Linked DNA regions of Mus musculus: region 1 is linked to region 2. The links are chromatin contacts, called in public promoter capture Hi-C maps. All regions are on one chromosome and are shown on one strand. The core of a region is the stretch at or near the end of the contact, and the rest is flanking DNA. Distances in the headings are between cores, read along the strand shown. Region 1 holds the start of Mapk7 (mitogen-activated protein kinase 7). Region 2 holds the start of 4933439C10Rik (RIKEN cDNA 4933439C10 gene).

What was found. Capture Hi-C pulls out chosen DNA fragments and counts their contacts.
Region 1: a contact with region 2 is called in a promoter capture Hi-C map of liver, with 2.5 times the contacts expected there. The contact joins the promoter of Mapk7 here to the promoter of 4933439C10Rik in region 2. A contact is called at or near these places in 1 of 39 promoter capture datasets (liver), 1 of 115 datasets of contacts at active chromatin or transcription factors (microglia) and 2 of 9 other capture datasets (adipose tissue and liver).

Annotation. Positions count from the first base shown.
Region 1 is chr11:61,491,333-61,496,910 of GRCm38.p6, forward strand. Mapk7 (mitogen-activated protein kinase 7) reads right to left here and starts at 2,934. Exons shown (of 7, transcript NM_011841.2): 1 at 2,748-2,934; 2 at 2,315-2,622; 3 at 1,572-1,737; 4 at 1-354. The coding sequence starts at 2,546.
Region 2 is chr11:59,504,131-59,510,121 of GRCm38.p6, forward strand. It overlaps 4933439C10Rik (RIKEN cDNA 4933439C10 gene), which reads left to right and starts at 1,523. Exons shown (of 5, transcript NR_015585.3): 1 at 1,523-2,756; 2 at 3,061-3,182; 3 at 3,701-3,808; 4 at 5,524-5,620. Zkscan17 (zinc finger with KRAB and SCAN domains 17) reads right to left here and starts at 2,510. Exons shown (of 10, transcript NM_172941.4): 1 at 2,034-2,510; 2 at 1,698-1,832; 3 at 18-124.

The sequences.
Region 1 (5,578 bases), core at 1,684-4,183, 2.0 Mb after region 2:
ATGCAGCCCACAGACCAGAGGTCGATTGCCTGCGTATACTCGTGCAGGGAAAGCATGAGCTCCGGGGCACGGTACCAGCGAGTAGCCACATACTCAGTCATGAAGTACTGGTGCTCGGCAGGGGAAGTACAGAGGCCACGGGCCATTCCAAAGTCACCGATCTTGAGCTCACAGTTCTCATTGACCAGAAGGTTAGAGGGTTTAAGATCACGGTGGATGACCTGAGCAGAGTGCATGTATTTGAGGCCCCGAAGCAGCTGGTACAGGAAGTATCTCACATGTTCCAGGGTGAGCGGCTGTGAAGAGTGAATGATCTGGTGTAGGTCGCTCTCCATGAGGTCCAGTACCACATAGCTGAAAATGGGAAGAAACGGGTGAGCTAGCCTCCTCACATCACAGGGAGAAGCCCCCCCTGGCACTCCGTCCCCTGGCACTCCCAATTCCTGAGGTTATGGCCTTACAGTGAAACCCCAAAGGACTAACAGCATGGAAAGAGAGAATAGCAACAGGTTCTAGGTTTTCTACAACTTTCATTCTTTCTTTCTTTTTTTCAAGACAAGATGTCTGTGTAGCCTTATCTGGCCTGGAACTTGCTTGCTCTTGTAGACCAGGTTGGCCTCAAACCCAAAACTCAAGAGATCTGCCTGCCTCTGCCTCCCCAGTGCTGGGATTAAAGGCATGCGCCACCACCGCCTGGCCACAACTTTTATGAAAGTTTTCTTAAACGTATGTGTATGTTTTCCTGAACGTATGTGTACTACTTGTGTGCCTTGTGTCTACAGAGGCAGAAAGAGGGAGTCTGATCCCAACACCGGAGTCACAGATGTCAGTTAGCCACCGTGAAGACACTATGCACTGAAGCCAAGTCCTCTGAAAGATCGAGTGATCTTAATCACCGAATCGGTTTTTTCTAGCCCCAACTTTTTTACAGCTTTCTGACAAATCACTTTCTCCATGGACCTAATTTCTGTCAAAAAAAATTTTTTTTATAGAAATATTCAAATCTACCAAGATTGGCCAGTATGGTTAATTTTAGAGCAAACTCTACAGTTTGCCAACAGCTACTGAAAAAGCTATGTTGAAGACTCTATTTTTAAGGAGGTATTCTGTGAATAATTAGTTGTCTGCCATGAGGACACTGCTGTGTGACACTACAATGTATTGTGTCCGTTGTCTTACAATTTGGATCTGTCCTGTCTGTCTGTCCTCTCTCCCTCTCCTCTATTGCTGTTTTGGTTTTTTGTTTTGTCTTTTGGAACAGGGTCTAGACTAGCCTTGAACTTATGATATAACCAAAGGTGGCATGACCATAAAGAGGTAAATCCTCTTGATTCTTTTCCCCTTTTGTACAGGAGAGTCAACCTAAAACCTCAAAGATGCTCATCAGCCTACCAGTGATCGACATCCCCAGCCCTTGCCCTCTTGAGAGATAAGAACTGTCCCTACCAATGTCCTGGACTCACAGCCCGCATCACTCTGGGTTCAACCGCCCTGCCAGAACTTCAGTATTACTGAACCTGGGCTTCTAAGCTGATCCCGACTGTGTCTCCTCCTCCTGGCCCACTCCTTACACAGATCTGAATTCTCCATAGGGCACAGTAGGCTTCAGGATGTCCTTGATGGCGATGATATTGTCGTGTTTGAAGTGTTTGAGGATCTTCAGCTCCCTGAGGGTCCGTTTGGCATTGGTCACCACATCAAAAGCATTAGGTATCTTCTTGATGGCCACCTGCTGGCCTGGGGAGCAGGAAAAGGGCATATACCAGAGAGTACCTTCAAGTTAGCTGCAGGTCCCTTCCAGCACTGCTCTTCTGGAGCCCAGATAGCAGTAAGTACCTACTGTGTGCAGGGCCCTGTGTGTAACATATATCAAATTTTAATTTCGCAACTGCCTCGTGAAACGGCTGCTAATAGCTCACATAGAGAGGAGGCGCGGCTAGTTAGCAGTGGTTGTGACTGTACTAACTGATCCTCCCTCCCTCCCTCCTCACATAGTCAGTCCATCCCAGATCCTCCCCATTCTTCCACCACTCCATCGTGCCAATCTCTGGCTCTAGAACATATCTCTTTTGGACACCAAAGAGCATCTCTCTATTCTGGCTTACAGGGAATATCCTTTTCCTAAGGAGAAAGTAGGCTGACTGGGAGAAGCAGGGGTTCCTGAGAAGGGTACCTAACGGGGAGCTGGCACCTAGTCCGTAAGCGTGAGTGGAACCAGAATCCCCGGCGCAGCTGATCCTCCTGGGACCGTGCGGGTTCCTCACCGCCTCTGGAAAGCAGTCCACACATGCTGAGCCTCAGGAAGCCAGCTCACCCGTGAGGCGGCGGCGCGCCGAAGACACCACCCCGTAGGCCCCATTGCCTATGGTCTCGATGATCTCGTACTCGTCCCCCACGTCAAAGGTCACGTCGAAGGAGCGGGCTTTGAGCAGGGCCAGGTTCTTGGCCACCACAGAGGCAGCGGTGTGAACGGGTTCTGCCTTCACCCTCCCAGGGGGCTCCCCAGAGCCATCTTCGCCGTCCTCCTCCTTCAGCGGTTCGGCCATGGTCTGTACGAAGCGCTGATGAGAAGATCGTCCTGAGGGCCTCTCAGTTCCGCCTCTGTGGGTTTGGAGGCAGGACCTGTGCAGCAGGCGAGAGGGGACCGCTGGCACAGAGAACCCCACGGCCCAGGATCCAGGGGGGCGCGGCGCGGCCCCGGAAGAAAGGGAGGGGCGGGGCGCTGGGACTCCCGGGATCGCACTCACCGACCGGCCGGCACCCCGCCGCCACGCCTCCTCGGGAATTTGGGATTCCTGAGTCTTGCCAACCCAGTGATGAGTGTTCCCCCGGGCTCGCTCACTTAACAAGAACCGCGGCCACCACCAAAGCCTCGCGTGCGCCGAAGCAGACCACCCCACCGGCCGCCCCGGGACCACGCTCCTCCAGCTCCCAGCCAATCGTTGAGCGGCCTCCGTGGAGGTTCCCACCCCTTTATTTTACTCTGTCCAATCAAAACTTACCGGACGGGAAAACCGCGCCCTTGTCAATCACGCGCGCGCGCGCGCGCGCCCAGCTGTCCCACTCCGGGCGGGAGCCGCCCAAGGGGTGATGCGTGCTCCTCAGGGGTGCGCGCGCAGCCCCGCACCATGCTCTCACGCATGCGTACTAGCAGCCTCCGGAGCTTGGGTGGTGGGGGGGAAGCGAGCAAGGCCCCACCAAGTTCTCTTGTACTTCTGAGCCTACTCGCTCCACAGGCCCGAAGGGCGGAGATAAGGGAGGGAGGAGGGGTGTTACCTAGGCAACAAGCTCCGCACCCCCCCACCCCCACCCCGTCCTTTTGGCTCCTCTTCCTTCCTTGTTAGCTTTATTTCCTAGGGAATTTGCTGCGCACTCTTTCGGCGCCGGAAGTTCTGGACGCCTTACCCCGGAGTAGTGACCAGAGACCCCAGTCTTTAGAGCGTCGCTGACTTGTTTTCCCCCACCCCCCCAACCACTCCAACACCCCCACCCCCACCCCCAGCCAGTGAGGACCTGGCGGGGATGCGCATGCGCTCTGAACCGGGCCAGACCCAACAACTTTTTCCCTTTCCTCTTCCATTTTTCCTCCATCCGGCTGGGACGTCCGGTTGAGGCAAAAGTGAGCATTGTTAACTCGAGAGCTAGAAAAGTTCTCGGTAGGCAGCTTAAGTCTCCAATCTCCAAAGAGATTCGGGATTCCCAGTGAGACAAGAAAAGTGTGGAGAGGGAAACTGGGATGAAATCCAGTAAAGTCTGAGTGTCCCCTTGACATTTATTACTGAGTTCTCAATCAAAAGCCAAAGGTTGAGTCTAAAGCAGAAATGGATCTTAGATATCATACACGGTTGTTTGTGTTGCCCAGCATTTGGTACTACATGCAGAAAGTTTCACACATCAATTCATTTTCACAAACTTAATACCTGCGCCTTTGATTTAGATTAAAATTTCTAAAAAAACTGGATGTACCGGCTCATGCTTTTAGTCCCAGCACTGAACAGGCAGAGGCTGGCCTCAAATTGACAGAGAGCTGCCTGCCTCTGCCTCCTGAGCGCTAAGATTAAAGGTGTTCACTGCCTGGCTAAATGACTATTTTGACAGAATGTTCAGAGAGTCTCAATTCAGTGTTACCGGGGCATGGGAAAGAAGGTGGAAAGTATTTAAATGGATGTCTTTAGAGGTTAGTGAAGATTTTATCTTAAATTCAGCGTGTTCAGCTAAGACCCCTCAGGTAGACTTTGGCTGAAATGTTCCTCTGTTCCCAGCAGTCTTGGGTATTTTTTGCTGAGCAGATAGTTCCTGTGCATGGCACAGGGATCTGCAGAAAAAAAATGCCTGCAAGGGGGAAGAGTTGAAAGAGGACGGAATCTGGTATTTTACTAGATAATGCAAGATTCTTATTCTTTGGAGCTGTTCCAGGGTAGACACAGCTCAGTTGAAGATTATTTGCCTGTGCTTCAGATAGGAAGTTACCCCTCATGGAATCAGATTTGTCACCATCAGGCCAGCATTTGCACACAGCAGAAACAGGCTGGAACCCCACCACTGAAGGATATAGCTTCTTCAGTCCACCACTACCCTCCACCACTCTGCCATACCTCTCAGCCCTGGCTCAGTAAATGACGTCACTTTAGTACTTGGACCTCTGTGTTCTGCACCTTATAAAAGCCAGGAAAATGAACTGGCCCAGAAGATTATAGTTTCAAAAATAAAAGTGAGACCAAGCATACGGGTGGGGGCGGTCGGGGAGCTAATGAAGACTATCAACGTGACATGTACAAAACTCACCTTTCCGGCTTCTGAGCCCTGGTTGGCCATGGTCAGGCTTCTGACCTGGCTCTGGTTTAGCTCAGGATCCCAAGCTCAGGCTGCAGGAAGTCACTAGGAATTTTGAGGAAAATGGCTCTTTTGAGCTGTAGCTCTGAAAGATGCTTCTGGCAATCAGCATGGGGACACAGGTGGTGTGGGAAGGCTGGAGGCAAGGAGGGGATGGTTCATGACAGGTCCACCCCACTGGGAGTGTGGACTGGGTAGGGAGAGCACAAAAACAGAGCATGACCCATGAAAAACATACACGGGGAGTGTTGAGGTTTCTAGTCAGGTGATAGAGATGTCCCCAAGATGGATGCTCAGGAAGAGGAGGTCATTGGTGATGTCAATGAGCAAAGAACTTTGCAATGGAGGCTTCCAGGCTGCCTGCCATCTCTCTGGTAGTGAATCCAATCTGATCTGAGCCTTGTCCCACCATCTTTCCTGAGACTTGAGACCCATAAGTTCCCTGGCTGTGGACATTTAACCTGCCGTCTCCAGTCGACACCATACAATCCTGGAGAGGCTCTGTACCTGCTGTCCTGCCAGTAGGATTCTCTATCAGCATGTTACTCCTAAAACAAGGTGCTTTAGCACAGGAATAAAAGTATCTATCAAACAGAAATAATGTATCTTTTTAAAATAAAGAATAGACACTGTGGGCAAACACAGTGAGTTTTGAGAGACGGCAAGGAAGGGATTATGAATCACCCCAGCCCTGACCACAACCTATGAAGGATCATCCAGTTTAGGCTCAGAGAAGTGGAAAGAT
Region 2 (5,991 bases), core at 273-2,772:
ACCAAGGTTTGTGATACCTTTGATGGACAGGTCCTCCTGGAGGATAATAGCCCCAGCAGGCCACAATCTTGAAGCTTTGGAGTCGAAGTCACCGTCTCTGTTCTTGAGGTCTTCACAAATTGAACTGGAGGAAAAAAAAATATGCAAGGGAAGTTATGCAAGACCACCGTGGAACAATGTCACTCTGCCAGGGACAGAAACTTTCACTCTGTGCTGGCAAGGACAAAAACTCCCAGGTACAGAAGGAACTCAGAGCGTTAAAGTAAGACTTGTATTTAAAACCACCAATGCTAGGCCTGGGGGTACAGCTCAGTGTCAGAGTTGCAGCTAAGACTGTGCCTCTTCCCCATACAGTGCTTTATGACAAGCCTTACACGCACCTGGTCCAACACAGGGGCTGCAGAAGCAGCTGAGTGGTTGGTTGAGAGTACACACTACTTTTCCCTCTGTCCACAAAGTCCTGTAAGTGTTTCCCACACCCTCTTCGAGCCTCCATGGGCACCGCACCCAAGGGCATAGACTCACACAAAGATATCTACACAGGTATACATGTTATTAAAAATTTAAATCTCAAAAAAAATTTTTAAGTTCTTGTTATATAGTTAAGTGTGCAGGTGCGTGCATAAGTGTGTGTGTGTGTGTGTGTGTGAGTAAAAGGGGCTGGAGGGAAGGGAAGGGGGTAGTTATGTAATTATATTTTAGTACCTAAAAATGTGGCTAAAAAAAAAAAAGCTACTAGTGTTCCGTCTGAGCCTATCCCTTGTTTTCTCCAGATTCTCCTTAAGGCAGTGGTACACATAGTGACATTGTGGCCCTTCCTGGTCATGAGAGAGGAGGCAGTCACCGCCAGGCTTTCAGCCCGACTATCACATACACAATCCAGCAAACACACCAGGGGCACAGTATATCACGGTCTCTCCACTTGACCCACACTTTGGAACACTCGGAGAAAAGGTAAACGGAGTCACCGAGTTGGGCTCTCGGGATTCCGGAAAAGCCCAGGCAGGGCCGCTCACTGCCTGGCCCTTTACACCCTCACCTGGAAGAGACTCCCAGCGGGGCAGCACCACTTTGCTGGAAGACAAGCGATACCAGAAAGCCACCAAGCAACCGAATAACAACCTGGAACCTCAACTTTTCTGTATTCCTCTGATTGCCGAAGTAAAGGCAGACACCCGACGCGAGCTTCTGAAAGCAACAGGCTGTGAACCTCGACTACTCTCACGTCTTACTCCCGTATTAAGAACCCAATCCGGGCCCCGCCCGCTCTCTCCTGCTTCCTCCGCCCACTGTCTCCCACCTGCTGGGCCCTGAATGGCTCAGGTCTACACTTAGGATAGTGTGTCCAGGGTCCCACCCTCAGCACCCGGTTCTGCTGGGGGACTGCTCTCAAAGAGCCCTAGGCCAGACAAGCGTGTGCCTCTTTGTCACTCTGGCACCTGGCGCGCAGGAGCCTCGGGAGCGGAAGCTTTATGAATGAACTACCGTTAGGGAGGGGAGGGCTCCCGCAGGGGCGGGGCTTGCCCAAAGCAGTTATTGAAGGCGCAGGATCCCAGGGAAGGAATGAAGAGCAGGAGGAGGAGGAAGAGGAGGGTGTTTTAGGCCAGGAGAACTATGGGGTTTCTGTCGCTTCCACTCTTTCAGATTTGCTGGCTCTTTCCTTCGAAGCCCGGGACAGCAGGCGAGCAGATCCTCACCTTCCAGCTCGGTCTCTCTGGTGTTTTGGCAGAGGCGGCTCCAATGCATGGGCCAGACTCGGTCCCTGGCCAGGCCAACCCTGTCTCGGGATCCTCTAGAATGCATCAGCTGGGCTTGGGAGCGAAGGGAGACGCCTGGAAGAGAATTGTATTGCTTCATCCCCGAGGGCACCTATGAGGACGCGGCTCTGGGAGCAGGGATCTGGGCCCGGACGCGGGAAGAGGAGAACAGGGAGCAGGACCCAGGCGCGGGCTGGGGATCAGAGCGCGGGAAGTGGGGAGCGGGTTCCGGGTTCAGACAGCGGGGCATGGGAAGCCGGGCCACAGTATACTCACCGCTGCGCAGCGTCCCGGTTGGCGGGCCGCGTAGGCCGGGCCGCCGCGGAAAGGAAAGGCCGGAGCCCTCCGGCTCCCTCCCCTGGGACACTTCCTGCACCGCTCTAGGACCGAGGAGGTCTCCTCATCTCAGTGGTTCGCTTCCCCGCCTCCTGGCCGAGGTGTACGCGGGGGGGTGACATCCGACACCCCCGGCCCGCCTGGACCGCCCCGCCCCGCCCCGCTCCGTGCTCTCCCGGCCTGGGCCCGGGGCCCGGGCTTTAGCTTTGTGGGCCTTCCTAGCGGGCTCGGGATGCGCGCGCGCGCCCCGGCGGGACCCGGGCGCTGGGGGCCAGTTCGCGCGGCCACCAGCCAGGGAGGCCGGCTTGGGGCTTTGCTCTTCTCTGCTCCTCTTGTGTGGGCGCAGGGAAGGGCTGGTCTGGCGGCGCTGGCGAAATGCCAGAATTGGGAGGAGGAGGGATGAGGTGTAAGGGGATCTCCCAGTGACCATTTGCATCCCGTGTGTGCTGTTGTGCCCCAATCCCTTCCAGCCGCAATTCCATTTCAAAGCCAACGCTGCCAGAGCCACCCAAATCGGTAGGACTGGAGAAATGCAGACCCAGCGATCCACGGTGCTCGCCGAAGCAGCGGCCCGCGGCTTCGTGGCATGGAGATGATCTACGATTTCTCTGTTTAAGGAAGACTGTAGCACTCTGGGTCCCTCTGAGCACCAGGATAGTCCTGGTGAGTACGGAGAGAGAAGGTTGCCAATCCTGAGAGTATGAGTTGGGGAGCTTGTCGCTGGCTTAATGCATAAACACAGGACAGAGTGACTTAAGTCACGGAGAGTGAGAGGTGACCAAGAACTAGGGCATTGGAACCTATTCCTGCCTCATCTACCCTGTGTTGAGTAGAGTCCAAATCCTCCCTCAGTTCCCTCGGGCTGGACAATGGAGCCGGACTGTCAAAGGGAGGAAGCAAAGAAAAATCTGCCTAGAAGTGAGCTACTGTGCTGATTTTTTTTCCCCTTTCTGGTTCTCTTTCGAAGGTACATGGTAGGAAGTCACCCTTAAAGAAGGTGGTTTGATAGAGACACCCCACCACCGGCAGACTTCGTGCTTCCGTTTCCTTCTAATAATTGGGACTGGGACAATCTCTTCCGACTAGTAGGTATGGAGTTAAGGGTCGAGGTTTTGGGACATTAGGAGGTGAGTCAAGTGGATGATTGTTCCCCAAGTGCAGAAGAACGCTGAGCAAGCAAGGGTCACCCAAGGCTGGGACTTAAGGCTCACAGAGAGCAATAGGAGCCACCTAGACTTACAAATCCATGCCAATCCCTTTTCAAAAACACCAGCCAGGAAGCACAGCCTGGAATGACCAAAGACCCCGTTGGGGAGTCAAGCCTAGTGATTAGTCCAGTTGTGTATCCCGAAGGGCTGCTGTTTAGGCTCCTGCCTGGTGGCTGCTCAATACTTGGATTCCTCAGAGGCGCACTTATTGGAGCCCTCACGCAGGTAAAATGCAGCGCCAGGAGGTGGCTGATACATGGGATTTTTCTCCCCCCACAAACACTTTCCCTTTAGTTTCTCCCCCTGAGCTCACAACTCTCAGGATTTAGGTCCCCTCTCGCTGTTCAGAAGCCGCCAATGACTCCTAATATGCCTTCTTTCTGTGTTTCTTCTGCATAGAACCTGGAATAGGGACTAATAGACTGGAATCGGAGCACCTGTGTTAAATCACACCCATCAAGGCGCAGTCAGGTGATCTAAGGCCTGCGTGACCTCTCTGTGCTTCAGGTACCTCCCTCATACAGGAGACTGATGCTGTCTGCTTCATTGTGAGGCTATTCAGGGAATATGTACTGAGAGTCTGCAAGACAGCTGCAGTTTGCCACTCCCATCCAGATCCTGGGCGCATCTGTGCACCCCACTGACCATCGGAAGGGCGAATAGTGAGCAGAGCTCTGGTCAGTGGAGCCACGGGGAAACTGAATCAGAACAGCAACCTCAGGACTGAGTTCTGAGCAGAGCCTGAGAGTTGTTACCATGCTGTATTGAGGAGTCAGGTGTGTCAGGCATCCTGGCAAAGGTGGTCTTTGAAATGAAGGAGTTGAGGTGATGGGGCCCTGGGGCAGCCACAGAAAGGCATTTCACTCTGTAACAAGCAGGGTTCTGTCAGGAGTTGTGGGTGAAGTACCTGATGACACTTGTAAACCCTGCTCTGTGGTCCCAATGATCCCCCCATCTCTGTTGCCATCAGAGTGACAGCCTTAAAATGAGTGTGACTTTGATTTTTTTTTTAAAGATTTATTTATTATATGTAAGGACACTGTAACTGTCTCCAGACATACTGGAAGAGGGCATCAGATCTCATTATGGATGGTTGTGAGCCACCATGTGGTTGCTGGGACTTGAACTCAGGACCTCGGGAAGAGCAGTCAGTGCTCTCAACCACTGAGCCATCTCTCCAGCCCGGGACTTTGACTCTTGCCAAGAATGGGAAACAGACTTGAAAGTCAACTTCCTACCCCTTGGCCATGGGAGTACTCTAGCTATGGTGTAACTGAGGGGGGCCGACTGCCTGGGTGCATGCCTGTGAGTCCCAGCACCTGGGAAGCTGAGGCAGGAAGACGGAGAGCTGGAGGCCAGCCTGGGCTGTGCTGCATGTCTAGTAGCAAGGCAGCCCAGGCTAGACTCTTATCTCAAGGGGCAAAAACTAAGGAAGGTGGGGGCACCAACTAACAAAATAGGAATATTACTTTTTTTTTCCTGGGGATTCTGGAAAATTTCCAGAAAATCCGATGTCCCTTTTTATTCCTTTTGTGATCCTTGGCAATTATTAACTGTCAGGAGATTGGAGACATTGCTTAGCTACAGATGATTAAAGACTCATGGCACCTTAACTTAGCGTAGATCTAGCCAGTTTGAACTGGCCTCCCAGAAAAGATACTTTGGCCTTTAGATCCTTTTGGCCAGCTCTTCTCTGAAACAGGGAAAGGAAGAAGTTTAGCCGGGTCACTGAGGTAGAACTTGGGGGTGACACAGAGGAACCTAAGAAGAAAACCCAACTATAAGCAGCTAGAAGGGAGCAGGGTGGTGTGGCGCACAGCTTTAATCCTGGCAGAGGCAGGCGCATCCGTGCAAGTTCAAGGTCTACAGAGCTGGTGGTCTACAGCACGAGTTCTAGGACAGCCAGGGCTACCCTGCATAGGAAAACAGAGAAAAGGGAAGGAAATAATACCACCAGGGACTGGCGAACAGTAAAAGGAAGCTGAGAAAAATTGGGAGATCACTGGGAGGGGGCAAATGAGGGGAATGGAGGCAGATACAATCAAAATACTTTATATATGTGTCTTTTATCATACCTGTATCTTGGGCTTTAGAAACTGCTAATTTGAGTTTTATTACTCTTAAGCCACAGTACATGTCTGAATATCTTAGGTCCAATAGACGGAACTGGTTTTCTTGACAAGGGTTCCCAAACAATGTGTCTGATTCTTCCACATTTGCAGGGATCGCATTTGGATGCATGTGCAAGCTGTGCTGTAGCCACCTCAGGTCCTGAATCTTTAGGACTTGCTGGAGCTCATTGCTGATCTATTTTGGCAGGTACGGGATACTCAAAGTATTTATCGTTCTCCTTGCTGTATACAATTGGTTCTATTCTTTTGTATGACTCCAAGAGGTTAAGTTACATGTTCCTCTGATGTTTGTGATCCTGTGCGTCTAGCTGCCTCCGTAGTGTCACTGATCTTACCTGAGCTCTCATACTCATTCTCTCTCACTTCTCTCCCCTCCTCCTGGTCCTCTTGCTTCCCTCCAGCCTCCTTTAGAACTCATTATCTTTTAGAGTAATACCACCCTTAACCAGTAGTTTAACTCCCCACTCCCTCAAAGGGGACTCATTTGTCTCACTAGTGCTTATACATGTGTTACTGTAATAAAGTAAGTTTTTTAAATGTAAATTTTTCATTGTGCAG